Linked DNA regions of Drosophila melanogaster: region 1 is linked to region 2. A link is a contact called in public Hi-C data. All regions are on one chromosome and are shown on one strand. The core of a region is the stretch at or near the end of the contact, and the rest is flanking DNA. Distances in the headings are between cores, read along the strand shown. Region 1 holds the start of CG15365. Region 2 holds the start of rdgA (retinal degeneration A).

What was found. Hi-C and Micro-C count contacts between places; a contact is called where the count stands out from the background.
Region 1: a contact with region 2 is called in a Hi-C map of the Kc167 cell line, with 1.8 times the contacts expected there. The contact joins the promoter of CG15365 here to the promoter of rdgA in region 2. A contact is called at or near these places in 16 of 107 Hi-C or Micro-C datasets (the D17-c3 cell line, the Kc167 cell line, the OSC cell line and 8 more) and 2 of 6 datasets of contacts at active chromatin or transcription factors (both in the Kc167 cell line).

The regions. Positions count from the first base shown.
Region 1 is chrX:9,066,703-9,069,983 of dm6, reverse strand. It overlaps CG15365, which reads left to right and starts at 2,001. Exons shown (of 7, transcript NM_132288.2): 1 at 2,001-2,476. It overlaps CG10970, which reads left to right. Exons shown (of 1, transcript NM_001298103.1): 1 at 1-385. The coding sequence ends at 230. It also overlaps asRNA:CR45538.
Region 2 is chrX:8,905,787-8,908,846 of dm6, reverse strand. It overlaps rdgA (retinal degeneration A), which reads right to left and starts at 1,779. Exons shown (of 18, transcript NM_001201635.1): 1 at 1,103-1,779; 2 at 526-782. The coding sequence starts at 1,132. It overlaps e(r) (enhancer of rudimentary), which reads left to right and starts at 2,599. Exons shown (of 2, transcript NM_167171.2): 1 at 2,599-2,738.

The DNA of each region.
Region 1 (3,281 bases), core at 752-3,251, 160 kb before region 2:
CACTGGTCCAGGCCAATGCACTGGGACTGCGGGGATTCATTGCCCAGGTGTCGGAGGAGAAGTTCAAGGGTCGTCTGGAGGGCGAGGGCAAGGTGATCGATGCCTTTAAGAAGCTCATCCTGGCCGCCGCCGATTACGTGCAGGCCATCAAGGAGTTCATTATTAAGAATCTGAAAGTCATCCAGGAATACACCTACAAGACCTTCGAAATCAAGGTGAACCTAAAGTGATTAAAGGATCAAACAAAATAAAATATTTCCAATGCATAATTTTGTTTAAAACGGCTATCAAAAGTTTTATCCATTATGATTTGTCTAATATTTTTGTTGTATGGATATAACAAGGTATTTTCCAAATAAAAATTACACAGTTATATAATCACAAATTCAAAAGAGTTTCCTAAAGAGCTGATTTATACAACAAGCAATTTCCCAAAGAGAAGAACCTGTATGAAAATGCCAAACTTTTCATGGGCTCATTGTGGATTGAATGATTATTGTTGCGATTGCTGGATCTGGGCAATTCTCCAAATGACCCATGGATTCTCACTTACGAGTACTCCATCGTTGGTTCTAGGACCCATTGCGATCGTGACGAATGAGCTAATGATGTCCATGATCCGTGGGAGGGGATAACCTTGTGGCCATCGCCGCCGGCGATCGGATATCAAATCGAATCGCATGCCTCGGATGCATATACTCGTAGTAAGCTAGCGATGTTCCCGGCTGTTTGGCATGCAAATCGAAGAATCTGATCGCCACCTCGATCGACACGATGAAGGTGTACCACTGGACAACAGCGAACATATAGCCACGGATGGTTATTTATGCGTTCGCGGATACAACTGCCGATTCACTGAGTTCCAGACTTCTCAACCAAATAGCACTGGTTAACAGGCCAGTGAGAAGTGGTAGATTTGAAGTTTAGTTTTTCTATATTAAGAAGATCATCTTAGTCGGCTAAGCACAAAACGTTACCATCTCAACACTGCACATCGGGGGGAATTATCAAAGTGTTCTTTTGTAGGCCAGTGTCGTGTATCTGCAGTGATATATGGACAGCTAAACTATCTTGGCTCAAGCAACGTTACAATTTTATGGGTCAATTTGCGGACGGCCATTACTAGAATTTGTGTGTGTGTGTGTGTGTGCAACAGGTAGCCAAGTGTGTTTTACACAGAGGAAATTAAAAAATCCTTGGTATAAAAATCCTTCCTCCTGAGAAATCTTAAGGTTCAAATATATTCCAGTGAAGAAACTAACCAAATATTAAATACTATTAAATTTTAAATACTATACTATTAAATATCAAATACTATTAAATATTTTAAAGAATTATCTGTAAGTAATACAATTTTCTCGCTGTGTATCTATGAATGTAAGCAATGAACCTATATGCGAAAAGCCACAAAATTGAGGGAAATTAACCTAGGCGGCGACTGCGACTTGGACTAATGCGGTTGCCGCGAACATATATGTTTATACATATGTTTGAATCCCAAGTCTGGATCCGAATCGGTATCCAAAATCAGAATTAGCCGCTTAATTGCAGCGCTGTGGCAACGCCAGCAAACCGGAAAGAACGGCGACAATGATTGCCAATCCGATTCGCAAGCAATCAGTGCTGACTGTACGTCATAACACCAATAGAAGCATAATTAGTATAATTATAAGTTATAAAAAGTAAAGAGTATGAGAAACAGCTACTACATTTAGTACACAATACATTGATCTTTTGGAAAATATGCTTATGAAAGTGATTGAATCCTTAGCCAACAAGTTAAATAACTGCATGAATCTCTAAAGTACAAGTTATATTCTTCAATTTTCAAGTAATTCGTACACATAAACGTTTGCAATCGAATGAGAATGTCATTTCGAAGATGACTCTTTTTTTTATAAGCTTTTGAAAAAAGCTAAGCTCTCATCTCTGATCGCCGGCGCGCCGCAGTCGCGTCGCAGTCGCCGTTCGCTGCTTCCAATTCCGACGCTCTGCAGCTCAGTTTGCTTTGAGCGCTGGAACGCGAAAGTCGTCGACGGAGGGCCAACGTTGCGGATGAAAGTTTCGAAGCGAACTGGGAAGATTTTTGAAAAGCGCAGGCGTGCAACGGTTTTTTTTTTTTAGTTTTTCTTTTTTTTTTTTGGGGGGGTTTGGGCTACGCTTCGCGGCGAGCGGTGAATGGCAGCCTTTTTTTCGAGTGTGGTGGCTGAGTGCAATTCAAAACGCATTTCGTGCATAATTTGTGGAATTTTACGCGTTGTAAAATCAATTTCATTGTGCAAATTTGAAAACTTGCCTGCTTTCCGTTGGCTTTCAGCGGCAACAGCTGAAATATAATGCAGCCACATCAAGCGGGCAAGCAATAAACAAATATCAAAAAAAAAAAAAAAACCAAGAAAATTTACAAAATATAAAAACACACACATTTGAAGAGTCAACAACAGCGATTACAAGGCACTAAAAACCAAAGGAAGAGGTGAGCAAATATTTCCATTCATTTGTTATTCTTTCGTTGGGCTTAAAATATTTTCGTATTTTTTTTTTCTTGTTGCTGTCTGATTTTTCGTTTATTTTGGTTTCGCTGATTTTTTTAATTCGAATGGAGTACACAGAAAATAATAGAATATGTTGAAAATTGTAAGATTTAAACATAATAATATATTTATTATGTGGCATTTGAAATTGAAAACGTGCTAAAATCAATTTGAATTCGACCTGCCTAGCTTGATTAGAACAAAGTAGTACATGCTCTTTTCGCACAGTGTGCCTATCCCAGCTGGCTCACACACACACAGGCACACGCACAACCTCTTTAAAGTTGTCGCTGTTGTTGTTGTCCTCATTTATCTGGACTCAAAGAGCTGAAGTTCGGAGTCGCGGACTCAAAAACTCTGAGCCGTCGTCTTCGATTATTGAGCCGTTTGACTTTTTCCCAACTGCCAGCGAACCTGTTGGCCCCACAGGCAAAAAACAAAAACTACAGCGAAAATATATACGAAACTGGTGAAAAAAGTAGATATATATACATATATATATATATATATATGAAAAAAAAAGATGAAAAAGATGCTCTGGTCAGCCTCTAGAAATAAGCAAGTATCTGTCTTTGAGCTCTTTTCTCTTCTCAATCTTTTGCTTTTTTGCTTTTTTTTTACACTCGTAAAGCCCATAAAGTGCCGCATATACTTGACCTATCCGAAACTGCGGGTTCTACCCGGGGGGAATGGATAATGGATAATGGATAATGGATAATGGATAATGGTCGCCGAAGTGGCCGAGTT
Region 2 (3,060 bases), core at 530-3,029:
TTCTCATCCGGGTAGTGGGAAATTAGCGACGCACCTTAAAACAAATAACAATACGCCTACAAAGTCGTTTATAATAGATACACAGCTTTTGCACACTTTTGACGATAAAAACGATGATGTTTCAAACACATCAGGGGCGCCCACGTTCTTATCAGTTGAGAATGTTCTTTACTTATCGGCGCCGTAAAGCAAACACTTTTCAAAAACGAGCGTTAAACAAGACAAATTATTACAGATGCTTAGATGCGATAATTGTAACCTAATTGTGATTAATTGTAACTAAATGATTAAAATTAAAATAAAAATCACAGTTTGAATGCACAAAATTGAAATAAAGTCGATTTCTCCATTTACAAAAACTTGATATCTCCATTTGGAAATTCTAATTGGTTTGCTCTCCTGCCTTTTCTGCTTCCACTCTCTCTCTCACTTCCAATTGGAATTGGGGACTAACGAAATGGAATCAAGTTCAAGGCCACGATCGATTGATTGCCATCTCTGTCGCACTTGTTGGATGTGACTCACCTGCTGATTGGAATGAAGCTGCGCTGCTCCTCCTCTGCCGGCGTTGCCTCCTCATCGACGTTGGCAGAGGCAGCGACCTCTGACGTCACGGGGCGGTAAATCAAAGGCTTCACGTTGCGTTCGAAATCGTCGAGGAAAACGACATCGTGGACGGGAATAATGCGGTGATCGGTGACGTTGAAGTGGAGATCGCGAAAGGGGCCGTTGAAGAGGCAGCGCAACGGTGACGTCACCAGCACAGCATCTTCCGGAGGTAACTGTAAAAAATGTACAATATTTGTTGTATTTTAACGTATATCAAACATTTACTGATATAGTTTTATATTAAATCAAATACACCGCAACAAATCTCGTGCAAACATCAGATAAGATATTGATACGATACGATAATTAGTATAATATTTAAACAATGCGCAGTCAGGAGAAATATAGAATGGCTTATCAATTTTAAAATAAAACTAACGGAAACAGTAATATTGTACATATTTCAGTTTCAACTCAAAGCATAAGTTTCTCTGTAGCCAAGACACCATTTGGTAAGTTAAGAAAACTATTAAGTGGACGTTTTTTTTTTTACCTTGATTTTGCCATTGGTCGCCGAGAACATTGAGATTTCGAGATTTCAGCGATAAGAGATGAGCAACAACACAAATCAAATAGAATGCACAAGAAACACAGATACAACACCCACACATGAATGATCGTGCAACGGTGTGCGCAGAACAGTGAAGAGGAAGCAGAGAGACGAAGCAGAGGCGACAAATTGGACACGCGTGCGTCGCGTTGGTTGGATTTTGTGTTTTCTTATTTGACTATTGCCTTTTCGGTGCTACTTTAACGGGTTTCCCCGTTTCACAGCCTTTATCATCTTATTTTCGCAGGGCTTTTTTGCTTTTCAATTTACTGCCTGGGTTTCATTTAACTTCGCTGCTCTTCTACTTCATTCATTATTTGATTTGTTTACGTTGCTATTTCCCAATTTGTTTGCTTCTTTTCACTTCATTTTCTTTCAATTAGGACGCACACAAACACACAGGAAAAAACAAAAAAAAAAAAAGAGAGACACGAACGCCACTTGCACAATTGAAAATAACAACAAATTAATGGGAACGCGCGAAACACGGGCTGCTGCGGCTGCGCCTTCACTTTTCACTAAAACAAAAAGCACGTAAATAATGTTGAGACGAGATTTTGCTTTTTGTTGTTGATTTCTTTGCCGATCGCTCTGCCGCCGCTCGACTGCGCTGCCCGCGACACCGCGCTCTTCCAATTGGTCCAATTGAGATCAAACAGCTGGTGGGCACTCGGATCTTCGATTGCCGCTGTCTGGCAGCACTGGGAACAGTGAGAACAGTGGCCAGACTGCGGAGCTGGCGATGGGCGATAGTTTTGTTTCATTAAAAGTAACTTTTGACTTTATATTAAATACAATACTAAAAAATGTAAAAATATGCTTTTTAATATGCACTTTAAGTGAAAATGATTGTACATTAAGTTTACTTCATAAAGACTTTAATGACCATAATTTGTTGATGGGCGTTAATTTTATTCTAACTTAAATAAACGTAATACCTAATATTTATATGTAATAACAAAATAAAATGAACCTAAATAAATAATGCAATCCACTTTAATTTGACATTATAATTATAATTTTTTTATAAATATATAAAATAAAAATAATAAATAAATAATTTCCGTAGTTATTGTAATGTATTACTATGATGAGTATATGTTAAAAGCTTTAGTTAATTTTATTTAAAAAATCTGAAGACTAAATATGGAATGAATTACGCCAAATGAAATGAAAATATGCATTGAAAAACATGCTTTATACCTAAAGGCGTAATATACATAAAGTGTGCTTTTCAATAAAAAAGTGAATGAACATAATATGGAATCAAATACATATACAAATTGAAATGCAAGTATACATTGATACAATTAAGTATAAAAAATCACAATTGTCATTTAATTTGGTAAATATTATTAAACAATGTATATCAAATAAAAGATGTTAGTATTAATCGATATCTTTCGATTATTTTGTCACGGCGAGGCACGCAGCGAAGCGCTCATCTCTAGCTTCAGCCTCCTCTTCAAAACCCATAGAACTGGCAAAATAAAAAAAAACGAATCAAGCGCTGATTTTACCGAATCTCTTTACTGAATCAGCATATTATCATAGTCCATATAGTCCGGCGTTCGAACGGGTAAGTTGAACACTAAACGGGAGACATGGGAATTATTTAAAATTCGAGAAAAATCGGTGAAAAGGAAGAAAAACAAGTGATTGCATACAGTTAGTTACACACACGCGGCGGCCGTTACTCCTTGTACATGTGTGTGCGTGTCTGTTCGCGCTTCCGAATGTTTGTGTTTTAGTGAAGCGGCATAAGCGTGCATTATCTTGTACAAATGTACGCATTTCTCCATTGCCAACATTCGCTTCACACACAAATTACTCGTTTTCCATGCTGGAAGTGCCATCTTAGTCTATTTCCCAGTTGCAAATTGGAAAATCAAAGAGCGTTC